Regions from separate parts of the Mus musculus genome. Here all the other regions are linked to region 1. The links are chromatin contacts, called in public Hi-C and HiChIP or PLAC-seq maps. All regions are on one chromosome and are shown on one strand. Each heading gives the region's core, a stretch centred on a gene start, on an enhancer-like site or on the middle of the called end of the contact. The rest is flanking DNA. Distances are from core to core; before and after follow the strand shown. Region 1 overlaps Thbs2 (thrombospondin 2). Region 2 overlaps Wdr27 (WD repeat domain 27). Region 3 overlaps Wdr27 (WD repeat domain 27).

The links. Hi-C and Micro-C count contacts between places; a contact is called where the count stands out from the background. HiChIP or PLAC-seq counts read pairs in DNA pulled down with a chosen protein or histone mark.
Region 2: a contact with region 1 is called in a Hi-C map of the C2C12 cell line, with 2.3 times the contacts expected there. The contact joins two enhancer-like sites. A contact is called at or near these places in 1 of 15 datasets of contacts at CTCF or cohesin (the NIH/3T3 cell line), 11 of 484 Hi-C or Micro-C datasets (the C2C12 cell line, the NIH/3T3 cell line, the P5424 cell line and 6 more), 2 of 115 datasets of contacts at active chromatin or transcription factors (VIP interneurons and embryonic stem cells) and 2 of 9 other capture datasets (adipose tissue and embryonic stem cells).
Region 3: a contact with region 1 is called in an H3K27ac HiChIP or PLAC-seq map of epiblast stem cells, with 2.6 times the contacts expected there. The contact joins two enhancer-like sites. A contact is called at or near these places in 1 of 115 datasets of contacts at active chromatin or transcription factors (epiblast stem cells) and 1 of 9 other capture datasets (embryonic stem cells).

What each region holds. Positions count from the first base shown.
Region 1 is chr17:14,670,890-14,675,026 of GRCm38.p6, forward strand. It overlaps Thbs2 (thrombospondin 2), which reads right to left. Exons shown (of 22, transcript NM_011581.3): 16 at 3,157-3,275; 17 at 2,255-2,489; 18 at 384-611. Among named protein-coding and RNA genes, the nearest start is that of Thbs2, 21 kb to the right of the region's middle. Within about 2 kb of position 1,777, at least 56 of the 459 cell types and tissues checked have an H3K27ac peak or open chromatin away from gene starts, as enhancers often do. A contact at or near this core is called in the C2C12 cell line and epiblast stem cells, where this site is marked.
Region 2 is chr17:14,902,988-14,907,124 of GRCm38.p6, forward strand. Wdr27 (WD repeat domain 27) reads right to left here. Exons shown (of 25, transcript NM_175173.3): 18 at 450-571. Among named protein-coding and RNA genes, the nearest start is that of Wdr27, 38 kb to the right of the region's middle. Within about 2 kb of position 1,749, at least 30 of the 459 cell types and tissues checked have an H3K27ac peak or open chromatin away from gene starts, as enhancers often do. A contact at or near this core is called in the C2C12 cell line, where this site is marked.
Region 3 is chr17:14,815,828-14,819,964 of GRCm38.p6, forward strand. It overlaps Wdr27 (WD repeat domain 27), which reads right to left. Exons shown (of 25, transcript NM_175173.3): 25 at 2,845-3,179. Among named protein-coding and RNA genes, the nearest start is that of Gm23352, 26 kb to the left of the region's middle. Within about 2 kb of position 2,319, at least 20 of the 459 cell types and tissues checked have an H3K27ac peak or open chromatin away from gene starts, as enhancers often do. A contact at or near this core is called in epiblast stem cells, where this site is marked.

The DNA.
Region 1 (4,137 bases), core at 527-3,026:
GTCTGGTGGCCCAGAGAAAAGCACATTGGGAACTTCAGAAGTCCATCTCACAGAAACGTGGATCTGAAGAGCTTAGATTAGCTTAGATAACCTCTGCTCTTCGCTGAGAGAGCAGCAAAAGGACTTGTGACCCAGCTGACAGTTTTGTGACAGAAGCTCCAGTGTCTCATGTATTGTTTCAGAGAGTCCATAACATGAGCTGGCTTACTGAACACCAAATTCCATAGGTCAGAGAGTTGCAAACCTGTGCTTTCCCAGAGCCCTTAACCAGATTATGAAGGGAGACTATTCCACATACCAAGGAAGGGTAAGGCTACCAGAAAAATTATCCTAAATCCTGACCACATGGTCTCTCTGAACTACCCACAGGATCTCAGGCTCACCTACAGCGATGCCAGGGTCTGAGTTTGCTGTCTGCACCAGCTCTTTGCCTTGGTGACGAATTACCCAGTTGGGATCAATTTGTGTGGTCCCCTTGGGATCCAGAGGGACCATCTGGAAGTTTCTGAAGTCTGTCTCAGTGATGGCATTGTTCTCAGGGCACACATCATCAATATCTGGGACATTATCATTGTCAAAGTCATCTTTACAAATGTCACCTCGGCCGTCACCTATGGATAAGGAAGAAATGAACCCAAGGGGGACAAGTTAGGTGGTTTGCATTTCCCTTCATGTGTATAAACAGAGACCTCTGAGTCTGTAAGATTTGAGGCTATGCACCTTGTAATTAATTGTGGTTTGAGGGTCAACTGCTTCCAAAACACTGAGCTTGTAAAGCTATAAGGCATCCCAGGGATGCTTTTAAAAAACATCCTCACTGCAAACACTACAGCCAAGGATAGTGCGATAAGCCCAAGCTCTGTTCCCTACATTCAAAGTTGAAAACAGAGAGTTGGCTGCTGCTAATGTCTCTCTAAGCTCACTTCTCACTGTCATTCTCAGTAACTGGAGCCATTTTAATTTATTTGGCACTTAAAGTAGAACCTTTCCAGCACACATGACTTCCCCTAGGGAGATCAGACCCAATGAGGTTGGTCTGCAAAGGGGGCTAGGTCATGCCTTATCTTACAGCTGACCTGTCCTCGGCCACAGTGAGATGCCCCAAGGCAGAGGCGATGGAGTTAACCAGGCACTCTGCTATGACCTCTTATTTCAAAAGGAAGAAAAGAAACCATATTTGGTATCTAGATTGATATCTTGATTTCCCCATTCTTCAAACCAATTTTCAGTTCTGGTATTCAATACTGTAGCCTCCCCACTGTGGGAAACATAATTAGATGTACAGGCATTTTCTTTTATTGAGACAGGACCTCAGCACAGGCTCATCTCAAACTGGCAATATGGAGCCAAGGATGATTTTTTAATGGTCCTCTTGCTTCTCCCTCCCGAGTATAGGCACGCATCGCTATGCCTTGTCTATGTAGTGCTGAGTTTTCACACTAGGCAAGTGCTTTACCAATTAATCTATTCCCCAGCCTCAGCAACAGCATCTTAAAAGTAATAAAAATACCCCTCGCCTCTTCTTCCCAGTCCCCTTCCTAGGTGAGCCAAAGGCCACCTCCCACTGTCTGCACCAGTGTCTGCATCAAGCTGGGGGCTCTCTGCTGAAAGCATTCTTTCCTGTGCTGGGAGAATGCTGCAGCTGCCCTTGGTCCCTGGCCAGTCTTTTCACGTGCTTCTGAGTCACATTGGCTCAACACCCCAGGACTCCTGGCCTCCATTTGTTCAGGATAAGTGTGTTCCAAAGGGAGCTTGGATCATCCTGCCCATTGGGAGGGAGTTAGAGACCAGCCTATCAGCAAGCGCAGCTGTGCACTTTGTTATTCAGGACTGCGGTCTTCCTGGAGTGTGACATCCTCCAGCCCCTGCACAGCTACAGACCACTGATGTGCAAGACCTTCCATGTCGCACCTTCCCTATTTATGAATCCTCTCCCCATCATGTCACTGGCTGCATTCAGTGAACCTTATCTCTTTCAAAGTGTTTGCCAAAGGTTTTCAAAAGTACCCAGAAGCTGAAAGGTTTCCTCTTCCTGGCACTCACAAACAAACCTCACCTCTCTCATTGGTAGAATATTAAACACACATGAAGAAGCTGAAGCTTCCAGCAGGCTAGACAGACAACCAGCCAACCCTGTGCCCAACACCCTTAGATAGCCATCCTGCTTATTTTTGAACTTCCAAACCGGAGTTCTGCCTCTGTGGGACTGCTCGTGCGGTTTGCAAGGCACATGTGAACTGAAGAAGGCACCCACCGTCCGAGTCTTCCTGGTCTGGGTTGAACACAAGCCGACAGTTGTCCCTGTCATCTGGAACACCATCATTGTCATCATCAGAGTCGCAGGCATCGCCCTTGCCGTCGTTGTCATGGTCAGCCTGGTTGGAGTTGGAGATGTATGGGCAGTTGTCTTGGTTGTTCTGGTGGCCGTCATCATCTATGTCCTCATTGTTGTCACACTGGTCTCCAACGAGATCATTGTCCTGATCGATCTGGGGGACAGAGCAGCAAGTGAGCACCATGAATACTCCCTGAGGAAGCACAGGAAGACTCGGGGACTAGACTAGAGACACACCCGCTCTTGGTACAGGCCAGCACTGGGGGATAAGGTACAAAAATGGGGTATGATGGCTCACTTGCTGTCCTCACAGAAGAGAGCTTGGATTGGAGGCTTCTGGGTGCAGGCTTTCCCAGCCAGTGCCCCATCTCATAGGGGACTTCTTATTGCTAACTACCACTCAGGTATCATAGGAACCACTTTCTCTACCATTACTGTATACTCTGCAGACCATAGTCCTAGTCACACTCTTCAGGTCCCTTTCAAAGGCAAGCCTGGAAATGTAGCTAGTTCTGGGTTTGCCTCTGGATAACCATGGAGACTAATTTTCCCCCAGACAGTGTGGGAAAGTCACTTCCTCCCTTGGCCTGGGGCCACCTAGATATAAAGTGCTTAGATTTGGTCTCTGTAAGATGTTTCAACTGAGCTTATAGCAAGCTATGTTGTCATGCTTGGCAGGGCAGAAGAGAACCACACCGGAGCACCTTTATCAAGCTGTTTAAGGATGAGGAACACCCTGCTCTGGATATGGGTCACCCTCAAGGCTCATCTCCAGGCAACAGCTGGGGATCACAGAGCCCTGTTTGGACACATCTCATCACCTGATCTGGGTTGTGCATCAGAGGACAATTGTCACAGTGGTCACCCACGCCATCACCATCCGTATCTCTCTGGTCAGTGTTGTAGACATATGGACAATTGTCTCGCTCATTGAAAACATCTGTTGGTGAAAGAAACAAAGTAGGCACAGGCTGAGTTTAGAGAAGTTGCATCATTTTCCCAGCATACTGGATAACATACAGGCCTTCACTAGAAAAATGGCAAAAATTTAAAGATTATTAGATTCATTGAAGAGAATATGAAATATTTTCCATTAAACATCAAATTCCCAGTGAGACCCTGCCTCAAAAAAAAAAAATCCAATTCCCTTAACCTAAAATATAATGAGTGTTTGGGATTCTCTGGGCAATGCTGCCCAGTCAGAAGAGGGTGAGTGTGGTGTGTCCTCTGCGCTTGCTGTTTTGGCTGTTCCCACTGAGATCTCAGAAAGTGAGTTAAGTCTGTAGGCACACAAGAGCCTCTGGGTGATGATTCCTCATTGTTCACAGACAGTGGGAGAGAAGTGATGGTGCAGATGGATCGGCAAGGGTCTTAGAAATCTGAAAATAGGGAACGAGGTCCAACAGTACGGAAGGAATAATAATAATAATAATAATAATAATAATAATAATAATAATAATAGGATAAAGTGGCAAACTGAAGGAAGATAAAGCCAAAGGAAGAAGAGACCATTTTGGGGAACAGAAAGGACCCTTAAAATGACAGGGTATAAGAAGCTGACACCCCAGCTGGCAGAACAGAGGCACCAGCCCACTTTAGGACAGACATGAGGTGCCTGCTAACTGCATCAACCTTCAAGAAGGCAGAGTGATCGAGGCTGTCCTGAGGCTAAGGTTGGATGCAGAAGCTGACTGGAAAGTTCTACAAGAGCATATACTTTGAGATGGGTCTAAATAGCAGGGTAGAGTCAGAGGGGATGAAGGAACTCCAGGCTGTGCATCGTTGAGGAGGGGGTGAGGCTC
Region 2 (4,137 bases), core at 499-2,998, 230 kb after region 1:
TTCATAGAATCCTCCAGACCATCATTATTACCTCTGCGATATAACAAGAAACTAACAAAGTTAGCTGTGCTTTACTGTGGGCATTTTGCTATTTTTACACCATAACAAATGTAAATATATATTTAATGTATGTCAATAGACATACCACACACCAAGAGTGTGTTACTACGTGTTAAATATGCATGTACTTCATATGTGAATAAGAAACTGACCCACCACTGTGTATCCACTGTAGTAAAACAGATCCTCATTATATCTGTTGTTGGTGTTCCCCAAAGAGAGACTGCCAGCTGTGACAGTCCATAGCTCAGGGTCACTAAGCAGTCTGGATCTATTGCTGGTCTCCCCTAAAGAGGGCTGACAGCTGTTACCATCTATAGCTCAGGGTCACTAAGAACTTTGTCTGATGTCACTGACCACCATGGCACAGGTGCTCACGTACACATTACCAAAAGCAGCATGAGTTCTGTCCTGTGAACTGACCACACCCTCAGTGTCCGGTCTCGGCCTGTAGACAGCAGCCACCTCTTGTCATGGCTCCAGCAGATAGTGCTCACAGCTCCATCATGACCTGGGTATTCAGGAAAAAGGGAAACCAAGTAGAATGTCTGTCTGTATAAGAACAGGCCAGAGCTGCTGCTTCTCAAGGAATAAGGGAAGCAGTTTCTTGCTGCCAGGCTAAAAGACCAATCACATCATCAGATAACCTTGCATTAAAGGTGTTTTAAAAAGAAAATTCAGGTTTTTCTTCTTTCCTTGCCCCTGCTCCTGGAATGGTGAATCTGAAACTAATTATTTATTATGAAATCCTAGGCCATAAGCTTTGGCTTATTTCCTGACTAGCTCATAACATATTTAACCATTTAAACTATTCTGTCTACCATTTAGCTAGTTACCCCAACCCCTTTGGTCCCAGCCTGCTTCTTCCTTTGTGTCTCCTCAGCATCTCTCGGCATTTCCCTGAGTTCATTTACCTGCTGGTTTATATCTGTCTTACTATTTCCCAGGATCCTCTCTCTTCCTGCTGTGCTCTGCCTCCTATTTCTTGCCTCAGCTCACTGGCCATTAGCTCTTTTATTGACAGGTAGTGCTTATAAAAGATTCTCCGTACATAAAGGCCTACTGATGAGGGTTGGAGAGGAGGCCTCTCTAAGATCTCACATTTCTTAAAGTTCTGACTTCATGTGCCCAGATCAGAGGAAGTTCTAATACCACAGTATAACAAGCAGTGTTCTAAAAGATCGTACAGAGATCTCGGGACCCTGTGATGATCTATCAGTATAAATAAGCCTTTTCTTTTAGTTTCAAAGGGAGAAAACAGGAGAACTCACTAAGGATGCTTGGACATGCTCTGATCATCTGCTCTGGCCAATGGCTGCTTTGGATGCTGGCTTATACAGGTGCTAGCATACCGCCTGCTAGGGAGCCCACAGGCAGGTGGGACTGACCTTCAGCTATGCGGTCCCTACTCCTCAATCTCCTTCTGACAAGGAACGTGCTGTCTCCTAATCTCACCTTTGCCCTTACAGTCTCTATAAAGCAAACTTGAAACCACAGCTACCTGAGTTTCCGAGAGACCCAAGAGCCCAAGGATTCATGGAAGCAGACACTTGGAGACAGCATCATGGGCTCTCTCCTGGGCGAGCCAATGGAAACAGGTAGACAGGAGAACTGGAGGCTGCACAGTGTCAGGCAAACGGAGAACACCAGTGACCCGAGACACGCTGAACCATCACATTCCACCCCAAGGTGCCCTGTGGTACACTCTGCAGCGTAAGGAACCACAACTTTGACAAGAATCTAACAGGAACCTCCCACCCAGGCTGCTCTCTGCACGGGAACTTGCACACTGCAATTGAAAGGGCATTCAGTGAATCAGTATCACCAGAGCACACTGGCCAGAAAGCCACCAAAATAGAACTGGAAAGCCAGAAAGTACTGTAAGTAGAATGCCACTCTGAAATGGGACCTCAAAACAGCAAAAAGTTACCAAGCAGAAAAATTATGCCAAATGCCTTTGCTGCCCTCTTGTGTCAAGTTCTGGCATTTTCCACAAAAGAACAAAGGACCTCTCAAATGTGCAAAAAAACATTTACTCACTACTGTGGGAACACAACGTGGAGCACTGTGAAAATCTGTGTGGAAGCTGGTCAAACAGCTGGAAAAAGACTATCACATGATCCAGCTCTAGCACTGCATACCCAAAGGACTCTATATCCTACTGTAGAGACGGTTGCTCCTCCATGTTCACAATTGGCTCTAGTCACAACAGTCAGAATATGGAAACAGCCTGTGTGTCTATCAACTCATCTATGTACAATGAAGACATAGGATATTTATTTCCTACGCTATTCAGCCCTTAAGAAAAGCACAATTATGAAATCCCCAGGTAAACGGATATGGGTGGAAACAACCATCCTGAGAGTAGTAACCCAGACTCAGAAACACCAACTTTGCATGTTTTCTCAAATCCATAGGTGTTATCTTTGAGTCTTCCGATATGTGTGTTTCATCTGGAATTCCTATGGAATTCAGAAAATTAGTAAGGGACCCTGGGGTGGGGCTTTCAAGGGAGCAAAGAGCAAATGGAATGGTATAAAGAGCCGGGCAGTGGTGGCGCACGCCTTTAATCCCAGCACTTGGGAGGCAGAGGCAGGCAGATTTCTGAGTTCAAGACCAGCCTAGTCTACAGTGTGAATTCCAGGACAGCCAGGGCTATACAGAGAAACCCTGTCTCGAAAAACAAAACAAAAAGAGAGAGGGGGGATGGTATAAAGAGGTGACGGCCAGTAATGGGAAAGGGAAGGTTAAATGGGGTAGAGGCTGGGAACAAAGAGTAGAGGACGGAACATGAGGGGTGACTAACACTGAAGAACTTTTGAAAAAGTCACATGGAAGCCTACCACTGTAAAAGTAAGTATACTTAAAATGTATACTACATATATAAGAAGAATTTAAATGGAGTTACTCTATAATGGGGTGGCAAACCCCTCCTAGATACCATAGGCTAACAAATGAAAAGCCCAGAGTCCAGAATGATTACCACTTTTGGACTTACTGGCCACTGGGGTCCCACAGAACTCCGAATATTACAGGCCATTGCCAATGTTATTGGCTACCATCCAGAGACTGACGGTAAGACCCTATTGATAGAAACACACATGCTTGGGTCACAGACTATAAAGAAATGAAGCTGGTTAGAACCTGAGGCTTCATCCCTTCTGGCTGGCTTCCATAGTACTGGGCGGTGCTGTGCATTCTACCACAGAGAAGTTATCATAAGTCATACCTGGCTGCAAACTCTGAATGCTGCCATCAGCCTGACAGGACACGGCTATTGTAATAATGGTGTGAATATAATAGTGATAAACTATATTCTGATTGGATTTAAGGCCCATCCACAAATTGAAACCCATACTAGGCACCAACATCAGGCTAAGAACCTGTGGCTAGTAGACATAGGGGGAGCATTGTCCTAGTGCTCTGCTGAACAGCCACAGTGTGATACTGACTCCCGATGACTTAACCTCATAGCCATGGATTAGTGCGCCTCTCAGCCTTCAGCACATTCACTGCCGTCCTCAGCAGGCGGTGATTAACACAGAGACCTACCACTGGTGAAGATGCAAACATAGTAAGAGACTGAAGTGCTCAATCTGAATGGGACATTGACATCCAGCTAGAGCACTCCCTCCCAGGGCTCAGGAGAAGAAACAGAGGCTGAAAGGGCCAGAGATGGCAGAGCAAGAAAACTCTTTTCCAGATACAGCAGGGCAGTTGGCATATAAACACACAGCAGTTCTGGCAGCATGAGTAAGACTTGTGCAAGCTCAAACCAGCTGGGAGAGGGAGAGTCTGCTTTCTTTAAGGGCCTGGCCCTCGTAGGTCAAACTCCAGTGAAGGCCAGACAGACAAAAGCTCATGGATAACACAAATTGGAACTGATGGGTTTAAAACAAAACAAAACAAAGCAAAGCAAAACAAGAACATAAAGCAGCAGGGTGGGTAAAGAAGGGGTGAATATGTGAAGAGTTGGGGGGAGGAATATGATCAAATACATTTTACAAAATTCCAAAAGGGTTAATTAAAAACAAATAAATAGGCAACACTGACAAACGTCTCAAGCACTCAGCAAGC
Region 3 (4,137 bases), core at 1,069-3,568, 150 kb after region 1:
CAGTTATTTCTGGAACCCCTGTTTTTATGGACAAATTCCACCCTCTCTGCCACATGGCACACACCCTTCCACAATAAGTCTTGAGTGAAAGTTCCTGTCTGGAATACCCTTGACCTGGTCCTGGGCCCTATGGGATAAATGCCTAAAAAAGCAACACTTTAAATATGTTAAGACTATGAAATGTTCACCAACACCACACAAAAGGAAGATGTGGAATTAACCAGACTTATGCCCTCTGAATTTATGATTTCTTGAGTTTAGTATTAAGTGTCTGGCAGATACACATGCATGTGGAATCCACATTCTTAAAGCCACAGGGGTTTTGAGTCACTGGAACAACAGAGGTCTCAAGGACAATAAGCATGCCAGGGCATCCTGACCCCCATGTAGCAGTGGCAGAGTCATGCACAAGGTGCAGGTCATGGCTCCCTGACCCTCTATCCTGCTCCTCTCGATGAGAGAAGGGTCATCTTATTCCTTGCCCCCTCCCTCGGCTGGGCAGTGCTGCTTCTGAAGCTTGGCAAGCTACAGTGGCTCATGACGTGGCCATCCTACTTCTGACCCAGTGTTGATCTGGAAGAGCATGGAACCCAACAGTGAGTGCTCATAGCCACCACAGATTTTCCTGGACACATGGTCTCCTAACACATGCTGTGGGCACCTGCACATGTGTATGTGTGTGTAAACTCACCATGTTCTCGGGTCTCTTGCCATGTGTGTTCTCACATATGTATGTGAAAACAGAAAGTGGCGTCAGGGTCAGGAGGAGGCAAGCCATCACTGAGCCCAAGCAGCAGGAAGCTGAAGAGAGTGGAGGCTCCATAGGCTGTGAGAAGGATGTAGGCTACATCTGAAGCTACCACTCTGCAAGTCTCAGTGGAAACAGCAATGGCTTTCATACCCGGTTCCTTTAGTCAAGATTTCTCTATCCATTTTTAGCTGGCTGACCAGGTTAAGCAGGCCTATACTTGCTGTTGGTGATCAGAAGAAGAGAGTCTCCTCACCACATATCCATGTAAGTTCAGAAGCAACTGTCATCAACTGGTGGCCAATACAACATTATCAGTGCAAGGAGAGAAAGCCAAAGGAGCACCCAGCATGCCATGCCACCACCTACTGAAGCTTTCAGAATACTGCCTTGGGTCTCCTTTAAAAACAAACAAACAAACAAAGCAAAATATTCCAGGCATAATCCAATTCTCCCATCTCCCAAAAGGGATCTGAGTGAGATCCCACTGTAAATGGTGTGTAGACATGTACACACACACACACACACACACACACACACACACACCCCTTAGGTACAGAAGCACCTCTGTCAAAAGCCTGGAGAGTGACCTGAATCCCAAGGAAGGAATTGCTAAAATCTGTAGAGAAGAGGCTGACAAGGGGACAGGAAGAGCAGGCAGGACTGTGAGTGGCACTGTGTTTAGGAAATACTTTGTCCCCTTTGTTACCAACTCTAATAAACTCACAGCTTGCAGCTCTGAATCACTAACACATTATTTTACCATCATCTGTAGTGCATAGAGAGTTGTGGAAGTAAACTGACTTACAAGGCGTGCTTTTTGATTTTTACACCTCAGATTATGATGATCAAAACACTGCTTGTCATTGCCAAGAATGTTTGTTTGGAATGGAGTAGGTGCTGCCTGAAGAGGGCACGTCTCCCCATCAGACACAAAGTGTCCTGTGTACAGTTTCTGAGGAGGAAGCCAAATATCAGCTATCAGGAAACACAAAATGAAAAATTAACAAATCAAGGGCAGTGTTACCGTTGGCCAAGTCTTTAGCAGGAACTTGAACATGCCTCAGGAGCAGTGCTGTGTTCTCACAGGCTTGAGAATGTGATGATCAGAGACCACAGACATGGCCAGCATTGAGCATGGCTTAATATAATGCAGAATGGCGCACTGGGATGACAGCAACATGTGCAAGGTTCTGTGTTACCAGCCCTGACTGCTGCTGATGCGTCTGCTCTCACCACCACTCCTGCGCTCTGAGGGGAGATTCTCAGGAAGCTCTGGCTACTTGTACTGCTTCTTGGTGAGTGCAGAGAGGTTTCTTGAAGCCCCACATTTGGGGTCTTCCAGTGTGCGTGGCCTGTAGAATGGCTAGAAGCTCAGGGACAGCATGGCGCTCCTGTGACCTCAGGTGCTCACATGAGCATCTGAATTTGGGATGTCCACCATAAAGTGATGTCAGAGCTGGTGCAAATGGTTGAATGCCAAAGGGGTGGTAACATAGGAGACTGTGCCCGCCCCCAGCCTTAAGCAGGTTGGCTCAAACCTTGTTTGCCACAGTTGCTCACCTAGGGCGGAGTCTTCTGACCTTGGTAAAGTCTTTTGTCTGCCACATCTGCAGCTTCCTGTGAGAAGCTACCTGCTGAGCAGCTGAGCTTGTTTTCCTGACTCATCCTGACAAAGGGACCAAGAGATCCTGGTGTAGTGGGGGATGTGTCCTCCTCCCCTTTATAAGCTCAGACTCTTACATAAACATTGGGTCTAGATCAGAGAACTCTGTCTTGGCTCTTTATTTCTCTTGCTGCCTTTCCCATTCAACCCCAACTCTCCTTTCAGGAACCCAGTAACCTGTGGCCACTGGTGGCTACAGGAGATAAATGCATGTTAAGATGATGTATAATGTAACATTATGTATGTTTTTTATTTTAATACCAAGTGGCAAACTTTAACAAAGCAAAAAACAAACATACTTTTCTACCTACCTAATCAATTAAAGCAAAAGGCCTACCCATTTCTTTCAGCCTTTGACAGGAGTCAACAATATCTGTCTGTCTTAGTTAGGGTTCTTATTGCTGTGAAACACCATGATCATAAGCAACTAGGGGAGAAGGGACTTTATTTTGTTTCCACTTCTACTTCATGATACATCATTGGATGAAGCCAGGACAAGAATCTGGAGGCAGTAGCTGATGCAGAGGACATGGAGTGCTGCTTTCTGGATTGACACTCCTGGTTTACTCAGTTTCATGATAGCAGTCAGGACTACCAGCCCAGGAGTGGTGCTGCCCACAGTGATCTGAATCCTCCAACATCAATCATCGATCAAGAAGACGCACCACAGGCCAGGCTGGTGGGGGCATTTTCTCAATTGAGGTTCCTCCTTCCCAAGTGACTCCAACTTGTGTAGAGTTGATATAAAACTAGCCAACAATGCATCTGCAGCAGCAAATCAAACAAAACTTACATGTGATGAAGGCGAGGACTTTAAAAATACAGGTATATGCATAATAGTAGTAGTAATAGATTCCTTAAGACTTTTTCCAGAGATGTTATTTTACTCTCCTTCTGTATTTATCCCTCTGTGAGTGACCCCTCTTTCCATTTCAAACTTCCCATATCCCACCTTGCCCAGCAACCCAAGCCCCGAGCACATGTGGGACACCATTTTTAACCCACACCTTTTCTCCTCCTCCTTCTCCTCCCCCTCCTCTTTCTTCTCTCCCTTCACCATTACCACCACCACTCACCATCACACACCACTACTATCACCACGATCCTTCTGCAATGGTCCCTGAGCCTTAGTTGTGGGAGATACTTTGTACATGCATCCATTGTGACTGGTCCTACCACTCAACATTTTTGATTGGTTGTGGTTTTCTATATTGTCTCTGTTGCAAAGAAGAGTTTCCTTGAAGAGGAGTAAGGACTACACTTATTGGTGGGCATAAGGAATAAGATTTAGAAGGTAGTGAGAGATTATACTGGTTTAGTAAAATGAAAGCCATAGGTTCTCCAAGAGCCATGAATTCAATAGCCCTGGTAGCTTCCAGTACAAGGCATAGTTTTTCTCTTGTTGAACAGGTCTTCTGTTGGCCACTGACAAGATGTCCATGCCTACTTCACCCTTAGGGTTATCGTGCCATGCTGGTCACCATCGTGATTCATAATCATCATAGCTGGGTCAGACTGTTGGTAGCCTCCCTCCTTTGGAAGCTTGCATTACCTTCTTCCCCCCAGTATCATGAGACCTAGTCCTCAGGAAAGAGGCTTTCAGGTCAGTTCTATATTAGAGACTTCTAGGTCCTCTGTCTGAAATACATGCTGTCTTTCTTCAACACCTGGCACAACCAAGGCCAATAGCAATGACCTGTAATGTTTTGGGAATATTAGACAA